Regions from separate parts of the Sus scrofa genome. Here region 1 is linked to region 2. Evidence: chromatin contacts called from public Hi-C data. All regions are on one chromosome and are shown on one strand. The core of a region is the stretch at or near the end of the contact, and the rest is flanking DNA. Distances in the headings are between cores, read along the strand shown. Region 1 holds the start of TALDO1 (transaldolase 1). Region 2 holds the start of IRF7 (interferon regulatory factor 7).

What was found. Hi-C and Micro-C count contacts between places; a contact is called where the count stands out from the background.
Region 1: a Hi-C map of liver shows a contact between it and region 2, with 5 times the contacts expected there. The contact joins the promoter of TALDO1 here to the promoter of IRF7 in region 2. A contact is called at or near these places in 18 of 47 Hi-C or Micro-C datasets (alveolar macrophages, blood, embryonic fibroblasts and 12 more) and 1 of 2 datasets of contacts at active chromatin or transcription factors (alveolar macrophages).

What each region holds. Positions count from the first base shown.
Region 1 is chr2:463,509-470,081 of Sscrofa11.1, forward strand. It overlaps TALDO1 (transaldolase 1), which reads left to right and starts at 1,273. Exons shown (of 8, transcript NM_001244935.1): 1 at 1,273-1,406; 2 at 5,677-5,800. The coding sequence starts at 1,310.
Region 2 is chr2:371,531-378,491 of Sscrofa11.1, forward strand. IRF7 (interferon regulatory factor 7) reads right to left here and starts at 3,428. Exons shown (of 8, transcript NM_001097428.1): 1 at 3,198-3,428; 2 at 2,951-3,113; 3 at 2,666-2,873; 4 at 2,343-2,401; 5 at 2,038-2,242; 6 at 1,200-1,733; 7 at 980-1,098; 8 at 734-909. The coding sequence starts at 3,217. The coding sequence ends at 754. PHRF1 (PHD and RING finger domain-containing protein 1) reads left to right here. Exons shown (of 19, transcript XM_005652789.3): 19 at 1-169. It overlaps CDHR5 (cadherin-related family member 5), which reads right to left. Exons shown (of 15, transcript XM_013989870.2): 13 at 6,471-6,961; 14 at 5,747-5,940; 15 at 4,919-5,464. The coding sequence ends at 5,015.

The sequences.
Region 1 (6,573 bases), core at 23-2,522, 90 kb after region 2:
TATGGAGGTTCCCAGGTTAGGGGTCAAATCCCAGCTGCAGTCGCCGGCCTACACCACAGCCACAGCAATAAGGGATTCAAGCCTCATCTGTGGCCTACACCACAGCTCACAGCAACGCCAGACCCTTAACCCACTGAGTGAGGCCAGGGATCGAACTCGAATCCTCATGGATCCTAGTCGGGTTTGTTAACCACTAAGCCACAAAGGGAACAAGAAAATTTGTTATATATTTAAATTTTTCTCATCGTGCCACTTTATTTCACACTTCTGAAGTTAGTACCATTTATCTGGGGCAGATTCCCAGAGGTGGGTTCCCAGAATGAAAGGCAGGGGAGACAGGGACCCATCCTGGGACTCAGGTTCTGGAGAAAATGGAACAAGCCCTGAATTAAAGCCACCTCACGTCTCCTAGCCCCTCCCCTGGCACCAGGCCTGTCTGACCTAGTGAGGCCAGGCGAAGAGGCCAGACCGACCGGGAGGACATGCATGCTGGGCGCCCATGCACAGGAGCACCACGCTCCCAGCACACCCCGGCCGCCTGCCCCTTGCGAAATGCGCCCTGACTGCGGGGAGCCACTGTCCCACACCGTGTCAGGGGGACAAAGGCCCTTTTCATTGTCCCCGGAGGCGGGGCGGCCCAGATGCAGGGTGTGAAGGGACTCCGCTTGCCCGAGGTCGGGTTTAAGGCCTCCGCCTTAACTCTGTGGATCCCCGTGGACCCTCACTCCAACTTTCCCAGCGTCCGACAGAGGAGGGAAGTGACGGAGAGCGCCCATCGGGGGTCGCACCGCTCGGGGCCGCGCGTCACTCGGCAGGGCATGGCTTCGGGGGCACTGCCCTGGGGACACACCGCTCCGGGCATCACTACTCCCAAGTGCACGTCGCTGGGGCAGGGCGCATCACTACGGCGCGTCGCGGGCGGAGCGCGCGGAACTCAGCGCTCCGGGGGGCGGCGCATCGCTGCGGGGGTGCAGCGCTCCGGGGATCACTGCCCTCAGGGGCGCATCACTGCGGAATTACGGCTCTGGGGATCACTGCCCTCAGGGGTGCATCACTGCGGAATTACGGCTCTGGGGACCACAGGGCGGGAACACAGCTCCGGCGGGCTCAGGGCCCGGGAGGCCGCCGGGCTGGGGCGCGCCCCGCTGGGGCGGCAACGCCCGGGGGCGGGGCGCCGCGTCTCGGGGGCGGGGCCTCGCCCTGGCGTAGCTGCGCACGGCCCGCCCTCCCGCGCCGCGCTCGGATTGGCCGCGCCCGAGGGCAGGGCCCGCGGGGCATTGTGGGCCGCCCGCTCCCGCCCCCGCTCGCCATGTCGGGCTCCCCGGTGAAGCGGCAGAGGATGGAGAGCGCGCTGGACCAGCTCAAGCAGTTCACTACCGTGGTGGCCGACACGGGCGACTTCAACGGTGAGGGCGCGCGGGGTCCCGGGCTCCGGGAGCGGGCCGGGCGGCAGCGCGGGGCTTCCTGCTCGCAGAGCGCCGGCCGGTGCGGTCCGGGAGGGGAACCGGGGCGAGCGGGCGCGGCGTGCGAGGGAGAGGCGCTGCGAAGGTCGCCCCCGCTCCCTCTCCGCCCCCTGTTCCTGACCCCCTTCTCCCTCCCGCGCCGTCCTCGGCCGCCCTTGCCCCGCCCTGCCTCCCGCGGTTCCCCGCCCCTCTTCTCCCTCGGCCCCCGCCCTCGGCGTTCCCGGCCCCGCTTTGCCCTCGGCCCGAGCCGGGGGTCTGCCCCAGGACCCAGCTCGCGCGGAGCCCGGCGCCTGGGTTTCCTCCGAGCTGCCCGCTCTGAGCCGCCAGTGGGTCAGTGTGTCAGGGGACGGTGCCCAAGTGCTTTGATCTGGAAGAGACTCCAGGTCCACCTGGAGCTGACTCAGGGGATCCGTTTGTGGTTACACAAGGCAGTTCCAGCGAATGTTGATCGCTGAGCGGGAGCAGGAGTTCCGGGCCCAGAAAGACCAGAAACTGCGAATGACACCACCTGCTTTTGACACCACCATGACACCACCTGCTTTTGAAACCTCCTGTTGCACACACTTCCCACCTCTGCTCAGGGGACAGCTGTGCACGCTGGTGGCCGTGGCCAGGGCGGGCCAGTTAGAGGTGAACCACGTGGGGCCAAGAAACTGCGGGGGTAAAACCCGGTGCGCGGAGGACAGCAGAGCTTCTTCAAAACCTAGATTTGGATCATGTCCCTTTGAGAGACCTGGGGGGACCTAGCTCTCCTGCCCTCTGCAGAGCCCAGGCGACCTAAACGTCCATTATCTGTGGCTGTGAACAATTAAGATTTTCAGGAAAGCCACGAAACTCTGTGGGGCACACAATACAGAAGGGACTTCCTCCCTTTTCTGCTTTCTCATGCTGACTTGAGAAACAGGCTTTAATCCCTCTTTGGTAACTCGGAGGCTTTATCTGGCAGAGCCTGGGAGAGTGAGTAAGCGTGTTTGGCTGCTTAAGTGTAAAAGTTGGAGATAGCATGGGCTTGAGTTTACCCTGTGCTTTAAACCAGATGGCCTCGCCTGTTTTCCATTGGGTCTCACTGGCAGCAGCCACAGGATGGTTCCTTGGCTGCACCCTGCGTTAGTGTAGGGCCACCAAGGCGGGCTGGGTCCTGGGGAATGGTAGCTTATTTTATCCTCCCCCCTTTTTTCTCTTTTTACAAACACCTAAATCCAACTGCTAACATTTAAAAGTTTTAAATGGGGAGTTCCCGTGGTGGCTCAGTGGTTAACGAATCCGACTAGGAACCATGAGGTTGCAGGTTCGATCCCTGGCCTCGCTCATTGGGTTAAGGATCTGGCATTGCCGTGAGCTGTAGTGTAGGTTGATGACGCAGCTCGGATCCCACGTTGCTCTGGCTCTGGCGTAGGCCGGCGGCTACAGCTTCAATTAGACCCCTAGCCTGGGAACCTCCATATGCCGTGGGAGCGGTCCTAGAAAAGACAGAAGACCAAAAAAAAAAAAATAATAATACAAGTTTTAAGTGAATGTTAACTATTTTATTAAAAAAATACACCTGTTGGAGTCCCCATCGTGGCTCAGTGGAAATGAATTTGACTAGTACCCATGAGGACACAGGTTTGATCCCTGGCCTTGCTCAGTGGGTTAAGGATCCAGTGTTGCCATGAGCTGTGGTGTAGGTTGCAGATGCGGCTGGGATCTGACATGGCTGTGGTGGAGGCCGGCAGCTGTAGCTCTGATTTGACCCCTAGCCTGGGAACTTCCATAGGCTGTGGGTGTGGCCCTAAAAAGACCAAAAAAAAAAAAAACAAAAACCAAACACCCAAAAGCATTTGTCGAAGTTGCCTTGCGGCTCAGCAGGTTAAGCATCTGGTGTTGTCACTGCAGCAGCTCAGGTCGCTGCTGGGCTTGGGCCCAGATGGTGAATCCTCTCCTTGATGAGGTATATCCATAAATACTACGCAGTTATAAACAGCGCATTTGATTTTGTGGGCCTTTTATGAACTGAAGGTTCTTATTTTGGGGAGTCACGGGCTTCTCTGAAAATGTAACCAAAGCTGTGGAGGGATTCCGTGGTGGTTAAGGACCTGGCATGGTCACTCTGTGGCATGGGTTTGATCTTTGGCCTGGGCATTTCTTTTTTTGTTGTTGTTGTTGTTGTTGTTGCTATTTCTTGGGCTGTTCCCGCGGCATATGGAGGTTCCCAGGCTAGGGGTCCAATCAGGGCTGTAGCCACCGGCCTACGCCAGAGCCACAGCAACGCGGGATCCGAGCCGCATCTGCAACCTACACCACAGCTCACGGCAACGCCGGATCGTTAACCCACTGAACAAGGGCAGGGACCGAACCCGCAACCTCATGGTTCCTAGTCGGATTCGTTAACCACTGTGCCACGACGGGAACTCCTAGCCTGGGCATTTCTGCCTGCCAAGGGCATGGCCAAAAGAAAGCTGTGGGATTCCCCGTTGTGGCTCACTGGGTTAAGAACCTGACTAGTGTCCATGAAGATGCGGGTTCGATCCCTGGCCTCACTTACTGGGTTAACAATCCGGCATTGCCACAAGCTGCAGCGTAGGTTGCAGATGTGGCTTGGATCTGGCATGGCGGTGGCCGTGGTGTAGGCTGGCAGCTACAGCTCTGATTCGACCCTTAGCCTGGAAACTTCCATATGTTGTGGGTGCAGTCCTAAAAAAAAAAGCTGTGGCCGCTCTTCCCGGAACAACACCCTACCGCAAGCTTTGCATCAGTTTAAGGGTCCCTGAAGCCAGAAACCCATCTGCTGACCCCAAATATGCCTTAGTGTTTCGTTGTTTGTTTTCCTGGGGTTTGTTGTTGTTGTTGTTGTTTTGGTTTTTTTTTTTTTTTTTTTTTTTGCTTTTTGGGGCTGCGTCCGTGGCATGTGGAGGCTCCCAGGCTAGGGGTGTTATCAGAGCTACAGCTGCCGGTCTATACTACATCCACAGAAATGCGGCATCCGAGCTGTGTCTGCGACCTACACCACAGCTCACGGCGACACCAGGTCCTTAACCCACTGAGCAAGGCCAGGGATTGAACCCGCAATCTCATGGTTCTATCGGATTCATTTCCGCTGCACCATGACGGGAACTCTTTGGTTCTGCTTTCGATTTTGTTAAAAGTCGCCTTTATCAAGACATAATAATTTTCTCCAATGAAAGGCACCGGCACCGTATTTGCCGCATTACTCTGGGTTTTGACGCACCTGTGTGAGCGCCACTCTTGGGCATTTTTTCCCACCTTGTCATTTTGAAATAATTACAGACTTACAGGAAGTTGTGAAATTAGCCCACGGAGTCCCATGAGTCCTTCCCCCATTGTTCCCCAGCGGTGACATTTTATGTGACTGATGCGACGTCAGAACCAGGAATTGGCCCTCGAGTGACGCTGAGCAGGCTGCAGGCTAGGCTCCGAGTTCACTGGTTTCCGCCTGTTCGGCTCTGTGGCGCCTGACAGCTGCCTTCCTTCCCTGCTCTCCGTCTCTGTAGTTTGGCATCAAAGATGCTTCCAGAGCTCCCTGGTGGTGCAGCAGGTTAAGGATCCATCATTGTCACTGCTGTGACTCGGGTCCCGTCCCTGACTCGAGAACTTCCACGTGTTGCCGTCAAGGCCAAAGCAACTTGTCTGACTTGACACGGCTAATCCTGGAGGCTGAGTGGTAGGGCGACCAAGAGCCCTGGGCAGCCTGGGATCCCCAAGCCGATTAGCGAGAAAGAACTCTTATGTTAAGAGAGGATAGTTGGTGGAGTTCCCGTCGTGGCGCAGCAGAAACGAATCCAACTGGGAACCATGAGGTTGCGGGTTCCATCCCTGGCCTCGCTCAGTGGGTTAAGGATCCGGCATTGCCGTGAGCTGTGGTGTAGGTCACAGATGTGGCTCAGATCCTGTGCTGCTGTGGCTGTGGTGCAGGCCAGCAGCTGTAGCTCTGATGAGACTCCCAGCCTGGGAACCTCCACCCATATGCCCTGGGTGCGGCCCTTAAGAAAGAAATAGTTCAAGATCTGTGTCCGGTCCCCCGGGGCCATCCTGGGCTCCAGCACCTCTCCCAGCCGCCTCCCTCCTCTCGCCGTGGTGGTGTGCAGACCGCTGCGCCGGGCACAGAAGACACTCCAGGCTCTGCGGCTGTGTTGTGGGCTTCCGGGGGTTGTCTCGGGTCTGGGTGGACGCGAGCGCTGCACTGACTGTCCTGCTTTCCAAAATTACTTCCCAGCCATCGACGAGTACAAGCCCCAGGATGCCACCACCAACCCTTCCCTGATCCTGGCCGCCGCGCAGATGCCCGCCTACCAGGAGCTGGTGGAGGAGGCCCTGGCCTACGGCAAGAGGCTGGGCGGGTGAGCGCCCCGGGCCCAGCAGCCCCCCGCTGTGCGGGGCTCCCCTCCTGACTCAGTCCTCAGGTGTCTGAGACTCCGGAGGCAACGCCGTGTTCCTGTTTATCTTTGTCGGCTTTGCTGGCCGACATTGACACGTGGCAGACAACACGCATCGCGAGTAAACAGCTGAGTTCTGTTTGCAGGAACACCTCTGTCCAGATGCAGGATGTTGCGCCCCAGCAGCCCCCTTTTGGTAGCCAGTCTCCCCTTCCTGGCGACCACAGACCTGCCTCTGGCATCGCGTTATCCCTGCACCGCGTTCCTGGCTGAGAGCACGGAGCGCACGGCCCCATGTGTTCTGGTAAAGGTTGGCAGCAGGCAGCCACGGCCCAGCCCCGTCTTGGGGCGCCTCCTGGAAGGCTCCCCGGGCCTCCCTCAGCCCCAGACCAGCTCTCCTCCCTGTAGATTGGCCTTTGCTGGTGTCATTTGAAATTCTCGGGATCGCGCTCAGCTGAGTGGCCCTGCAGGGAAGCGGCCCCTGGCAGTAGCCGCCCAGGCTGGCCTGTTCCTTTCTGGCACTGCCATGTGCTGAGGTCAGATGGTCGTGTGACAGTTGTTCTGCCCACTGGACCTGCCCTGCCCTCCTCCAAGAGCACCTGTCTGCTGCTTCCTGTCCCCTCTGTCCCTTCCTGGCATTCCTGGAACTGGTGACGAGGCGGAGCCCTTCATGGTCACCAGACTGCCCTGTCCAGCCCCTGCCGGTTCTCACCCAGGATGTGTAGGCTGGAGACCTT
Region 2 (6,961 bases), core at 2,178-4,677:
GCTCTCCAGGGCACCCAGCGCTCCTGTTTCCAGGGTTCCTGCAATCACACGTGGGCTGTGCTCCTGTCTTGCTCACAGTTGAAAACTGGACTTTTTTATATGTATATTATAGATACACACTGTTCCCATTGTGTTCTAATTTATCAAAAATGGATTATCTTTAGAGACATGGTGGCTCTGTACTTGAAAGGTGAAGCCTTGGGTTAAGAGGGGTGGGGGGCGGCTCCTTAAGCCTCCGCAGTCTGCATCCCCTGTAGCCGTCTGCGCGCCCGCCCCTTGTTCCGCAAGTCCCCCGCCCTGCGTTGTTTTCTGAGTGGCTGCTGGAGGTTACACTCGGCTCCGATGCAGAACAGCGTTGGCAGATTGTGAAGCCCAGGGAGAGGCCCTGGGTGCAGCATGGACGGAGCCCCGTTCGGGAGAGGGGCCCCAGGTGCTGCCCCTCTGGTGCTCATGGCAGCGGGAACATCTGACCCCTGAGGGGCGCTTGTGTTCTGGGTAGTTTGTTGGTTCTAAAGCGGGGCCTGAGCGTCTTCACGGTGAAGACGAGGAGCAGATGTGCACAGGTGCCCGACGTGGACTGGGGCTGGGGCTCCCTTCCTGGGCCCCACGGGCCTGCGGCTTCCCACAAAGTGGGGTGAGCCTAGCACCCACCGTGTCCCTCCTGAGCCCCAGTCCCAGGCCTGCCCCTGGTCAGGACACCAGTACTGGGTCTTGGAATTTTTTTATTGGATTGGGAGGGGTCCAGGGTCCACCCTAGGCCGGCTGCTCCACCTCCATCAGGAAGCGCTCCAGCTCGTCATAGAGGCTGTTGGAGGGGGACAGGCAGAGGCTGAGGCTGCCGCTGTCCAGGGAGGACACGCCTTCACGCTGCACGCTCTCCAGCTGTGTCCGACACAGCCATGGCTCCAACTGCGGGTAGGGCGCTGTCAGGCCGGGCGAGGGCTACCTGCAGCCTCGCCCCAGGGTCCCTGCCCCTCACCTTCACCAGGACGAGGCTCTTCTCCTTGGGCCTCCCCACGGAGAGGTCCTGCCCGAAGCCCAGGTAGATGGTGTAGTGTGGGGAGCCCTGGCGCCGGCGGGCCCGGAACTCCATCAACTCTGCAGGACAGGGCTCTGGTGAGCGGGAGGAGGGGCAGGGGCCAGGAGCGCCCCCCCCCCCCCCCCCGCAGCCCCGGGGCAGGTGCAGGTGCGTCACTGACCTTGGAAGAAGGTGCCGAAGTCGAAGATGGGGGTGTCGCAGTCTCGGGGCAGCAGGCAGGCGGGGGTGGAGGGGCTGCCAGAGCCCAGGGGCCCTCCCACCTCCCAGTAGACTTTGCACTTGCCCAGGCGCCGGGCCCACAGCTTGGGTCCCCGGAACTCCAGCTGCAGGCCGGGGGCCACGTGCTGCAGCAGCTTCTCTGTGTAGTGGAGCTGCTTCTGGTCAGGCAGCTCAGCGGGGCTGGGGAAGGCTACCTGCTGGGGCTCTGCAGCCGCGCCAGCCGGGCCCGGAGACCCGTACAGGAGCACACAGCTGGGGCCCCCCACCATCTCCTGCAGCACCGTTCGACCTTTGTACATGATGGTCAAGTCCAGAGCCTCCAAGCTGGGCCCTGCGTGCAGACCGAGCTGTGAGCAGCTGGGACTGGCCGCGCCCCGCTCGCCTGCCATCCGCGTGCAGACACGGGGGTAGAGTGTGGTGCAGGGCTCCGCCTCTTGGGGCTTCCAGGGCACCGGGGCTGGGAGTGGGCCTGCATCTGGAGAGGAAGGCCTGAGTTGGCTCCTGGTCCCCCAGCTCCTCTCCCTTCCACGTGTCACTTGGCTCGCCTCACCTTGTCATCTGGGCCTGGGGCTGTGGCCCAAGGCTGGGGGCCACCTTCCCTGCCAGTGGCAGGTACAGTTTCTAAGCAGGGAGCTCTGGACCTGAGGAGGCTCGGCTATTCGGGCCCACCTGTGGTCAGCCCATCCCTACTGGGGGCAACCCCCCCCCAGGGGTCCTGCTGTCCTGCCTGTCCCTCCCCTTGGCCCAGAACCCTGCAGGGCAGAGCAGCCGTCTCTCACATGGAACCTCGGGGGGGGTCAGATCCACGCCCCATGCAGCTTCCAGCAGATGGTCCTCCATGCAGCTCTGCTGCAGAGCCTGGAGCAGGAGGTCCCCACCATCTCCAGCTGGGCTTGGGGTGCAGGGTTCAGGGCTCGGCCTGGCCAGCTCGTGCCTCAGCCTCTCACCAGTATGTGCTGCCAGGCGCGGCCCGGGAAGCTCACCCTGCGGAGAAGACAGTGTGCCGGCATCAGTGAGCAGCTCCCCAGCCCCAGTGAGAAGTGGCAGCCCCAACCCGGGAGCAAGGAGGGCTGAGTGGCCTTACCCTTGGGGGTGGGGCATCCTCGAGGGCCTCCTCTTCCCCCGGGTTGAAGCCTGGGCCTTCTGGGAGAGAATTAGGTTTAAGGGGACATGGGGATCTGAGACTGGACTGGGTCACCCAGGGGTGAACCCCTGGGCAGCTCCTCCCCTTCACCAGTCCCCAGAGGCCCGTCTGGGGCCTCCCGGCCATCCCCTACCCCACCTTCCCCCAACAGTCTGGCCCCAGCCTCTCCCACGCCAGTTTCTAAAAGGGGAAATCTAACCCAGCAGCGGCTTGCTCCGCGGCACAGCCCTCCCTGCAGGCAGCCCTCCCCTGGCCTTCCTCACCTCCGCACCCCAGCTCGGGGTTGATCATATACACCTTATGAGGGTCAGTGGGGTCCCCTGAGTTGTCCTGCAACATCACGAAGCGCCGCGTGCTGTGCAGGGCACAGCGGAAGTTGGTTTTCCAGGAGGCGCGGAGGGCACCCTCCGGGATCGGCTGCGCACCTTCGCTGCTGCGGGGCGGCCACCTGCCGCGGGCCACGGCCCAGGCCTGGGGAGGGATGGAATGGAGTACGGGCCTGGACCTGGGCCGGTCCCCCCGCACTCCAGGCGGGGCTGGGGTCCCACCTTAAAGATGCGCGAGTCGGACTCGCCCAGGTCCTTTCGGGCGAAGTGCTTCCAGGGCACGCGGAACCGTGTTCTGGCTTCATCCAGCCATCGCAGCCCTGCGTAACGGCCGCTGCTGACTTCGCCCAGAAGCCAGTCTCCGAAGAGCACGCGTGGGCACCCCCTGCGGGCAGAGCAGCGGGCGTCAGGGCACGCGCGGACCGCGAGGTGCTTGGGGTTGGCACCGGGTAGGGCTGCGGGCTGTCACCTGTCAGGAGCCGCGGCCATTGCTCCCTCTGCAAGGACTGGGCGTGGAGACACTGGCTTGGCCTCCGCGGCGAGAGCTCTGACCACGGGGGCAGGCAGGTGTTAACCGCAGGTGAGAGGAGAGCTGCGCGTGTGTCACCACACACCACAGGTAGTGAGTGTGGCCAGGTGTCACGGGTGTTGGGGTCACAGATGGGGGTTGAGGGCTCTGGCCACGACGTTGCCCAGGTGAGTCTTGGCCAAGGCGGCGATGGGCGTGACTGCAGACGTGGAGGGCGGGCGCACAGGGGCCACAGGTGTCGAGCTGGCGCCCGGGATGGGCCCTGCGGGGGCGCGACGACCGCAAGGAAACGAAACCGCGTGTCGCAGGAAAACGAAACCTAACCAGCTGGGCCGCGGGGCGGCCGGCGCCCCCTCCCTGCCCCGCCCGCCCGGCTCGTCCTCGGCAACCGCGACCTCTGCCTCCAGGTTCCCCAATTCCGGACCCGTGCCCCTCCCCCCGCAGTCACCCGCGCTGCCCGCCCCCTGCTGGTCACTGCTCTGCGAAGCGAACCCGGGATCCGACGTGGCCGTCCCTGCCCCTCTCGCTCCGCGTAGGTTGGGGGTCCCCAGTACCTGAACCGGGAGCTGCCGGGGCAGGAAGTTTCGTCTCCCCGGGGGCTCGGGAGCGAGCGACTTTATGGGGCCGGGGCGGGGGCGGGGCCGCCGGAGAAGTCACGTGCTCCGGGGCGGGGCGACTCGGGGGTTGGGGCGGCGGGGGCGGGGCGGGCGACTCGGGGGCCCCGCCGCTACTCTGCTCGCCCAGCGGCGCCGCGGAGTGGGGCGCCGGCGGCAGCCGCGGCAGCGGCAGTGGGACGAGCTGGGGGCGCCAGGAGCAGAAACAGGAGCGGGCTCGTGTGACGGGGGTGTGGGAGGAGCTGCAGCTGTGCTCACTGAATTCTTTCCAGTGCGAGTTGTTGAGACAAGAACACCCAAATTCTGCCGAGATTAAAACATGCGGAACGCAGAGCAGTTTTATGAGGAAAAAAGCCAGTGACCCATGAGGGGTGTGGTGGCAGTTGGGGCGGAAGTCCTGCCTGACGTCCATCCCTGAGGAAGCCAGTAGAGGGGGCTCTGTCCCCACTGAGTCAGGCTGGGTGGCCCCACGATCTCTGTCTCCTGCACCCACTGGCCACTCCTGTCACCCCAGGCCGATGGCCTGCAGGCTACTGTCGCTCTGGGCCACCCATGGCCCTATCTCTGGTTGCAGTCCAGCCACCTGGACCAGGTGTCCCTGAGGGCACCCCAGGGTGTTTATTGCCCACACTGTGGCCACAGGAGCCCGAGGTGTGACCCCTGGAAGGTCCCCAGGACCGTGCTCCCCTAGATGAGTGCTCCTGGGAACAGCTCCTGGCTCCTCAGCCTCCCCCAGGCCAAGAATCTCCATGCTGGGTCGGTTGGGAGGGAGATCCCAGCGCACGCCCCCCCCCCCCCCAGGGCCGTGGTTAGACCAGGAGAGGAACTTTCTGGCCACCAGCTGGCACCAAGCCTGGGAAGCCCCACGAGCACAGCAGGTGGTTTACGGGAAATGGTGCCCAGGGTTCTGCACAGGGCGTGAGCCTGCCCAACCCTCTCTGCCCCTCGGGCCACCAGGAGGACTCCCGCGGGGCAGGGGCAGAGGGGCCACGTCCCCACCACCCGCCACCCGCAGCCCCCTGGGCAGACCCCACGTAGGCCCGCAGATCCCACAATGTCACTTTATTCTGGGCAATGGAGTTGGGGAGAGGGGCCGAGCCGATTGTCGGCGTCCGGACTCGCTGGGGCCGCGGGGAAGCAGCGCTAGAAGTAGATGGAGTCAGTGCCCGGGGCGTCCTGGCCACGGCCGCCCGGGCCCGCGTCTGCACCCTCGTCGCCACCGCCCTCGCTGCCCGAGTCGCCGGCGCCATCCACCTCCGAGCCTGGCGTGTTGAGGACCACCACGTCGGCCTCAGCCCCAATGTCCTCCCCGAACCACACAGCCTTGTAGCCGCCCTCAGGCCGCCGCTCCTTGGTCAGGATGGACCTCACGGCTGCCGGGCTGCCCCCATCCGGGGCTACCGCAGGGGACTCAGGGACACGGTGAGAGGGCGCGGGGCTGTGGGGCGAAGGCTCTTGGGGCTCAGCATCTGGGGGTGCGGGCTTTGGGGGTGCTGGCGGGGCAGGGCTGGGTGGGGGACTAGGGGCGGGCTCCCAGTTGGCCTCATCTTTGGTGAGGAAAGCCTTGTTGTCAAAGCCTTGGGGCTGGGGCTCCTGGGGGCAGGGGCGGGTGGGAGGCAGCCATCAGCCAGAGCCCAGCGGGCTCAGACCAGCCCGGCCGTCCCCCGAGGCGGTCCCTCGTCCCTCCCTCCGCTCTCTGCCTCTCTCTGCTCCCCCCCCACTGTTTGGGCCATGGTGTCTGCGCCCCATCACCTTCACCCGGTTTCCATCTGCTCCACCGACCCCTGGTCGCGCTGCCTCCCTCTCGGTCCCCCATGCCCTCCACGGCCCTCTGCTCTCTCTAGCCCTGTCCTGTCCCCACCCCCAGGGCCTCACCAGAGCTTTGCCGGAGCAGCACTTGAGTCGGTGGCCATAGTGCTTGTGGACAAGGACCGTGAGGGCGATCAGAGCCAGAAGGAGCAGCGCGCCCAGCACCCCGCCTAGCACCGCCATCTCCACAGTCGAGAAGCGCCTGTCCCCGTTTGAGATTGGCTTCGCTGCAGTGCTGCTTTCTTCGTTCACCGGCGTCCCTGCCGGCAATACCACCACCCGCTTACTGTCACACGCTCATGCCAACCTGTGGCAAGCGCCAGGCACCTGAGAGCAAGCCAGGCCTGGCCACCACCAGAGCTTGGGGAGTGGGCACCACTGACCCCCACTAAGGAGCTGTGTGTTCCCAGGGGGCCCCGATAGGCCAGGCTGCTGGGCGGGAGGGGAGAGGGATCAGTGCCCACTGGTTCCAGGTGGGAGGGAGGGGCTCCAAGGTCACAGGAAGGGGGCTAAGGGCCACATGGGGCCAGTGGAGTGAATGGCCCAGGGAACTGGGGACTTCACTGGGTCTCAAGTCCAGCCTCTGCCCCACCCTCCACACACCTTCCCCAGGTTCCCTCCTGGGCCCCCCGAGACCCGTCTCTCCCCGCGACCAGAGCGGACTCCCCTGGGGATTTGTGGTCAGCACGGTCATGATGGGCTGACCTGGGGTGGACCCTGCCTTACAGTGACCACCCAGAGTCATGAGTCAGAGAGCATGAGGGTGACTCTAGGGTAAGTGGGGTGCTACCTGAGGACCAGGGGTTCCTGCTGGACCCAGGGGATGTCGGCAGAGAGGTTCCTGGCTTTGAGGTCTGTGCTGAGCTCCCGCCGGGTGAGGCTGATGGGGGGGAGGGGCTGGTTCCCATACCGGGGGGCCCCCCAGGCATGGAGGAGGTAGGTGGCCTCAGAGTTGTGCCTGGAGAGGGGTGCGGGCCAGTGTCCCCCCCAGAGCTGGTCGTGGAGGACCCCTGCGAGGGCTCAGGGGACTGGGGGGCTTCCGCAGTGGTGCTGCTCGAGGGTCTGGTCGCTGAGCCCCCACTGGGTGAGGCTGATGGGGGAGGGGGGCTGGTTCCCGTACTGGGGGGCCCCTCAGGCACGGAGGTGGCAGGTGGCCTCAGAGTTGTTCCCAGGGAGGGGCGTGGGCCAGTGCCCCCCCCAGAGCTGGTCGTGGAGGACCCCTGCGAGGGCTCAGGGGGCCGGGGAGCTTCCGCAGTGGTGCTGCTCGAGGGTCTGGTCGTT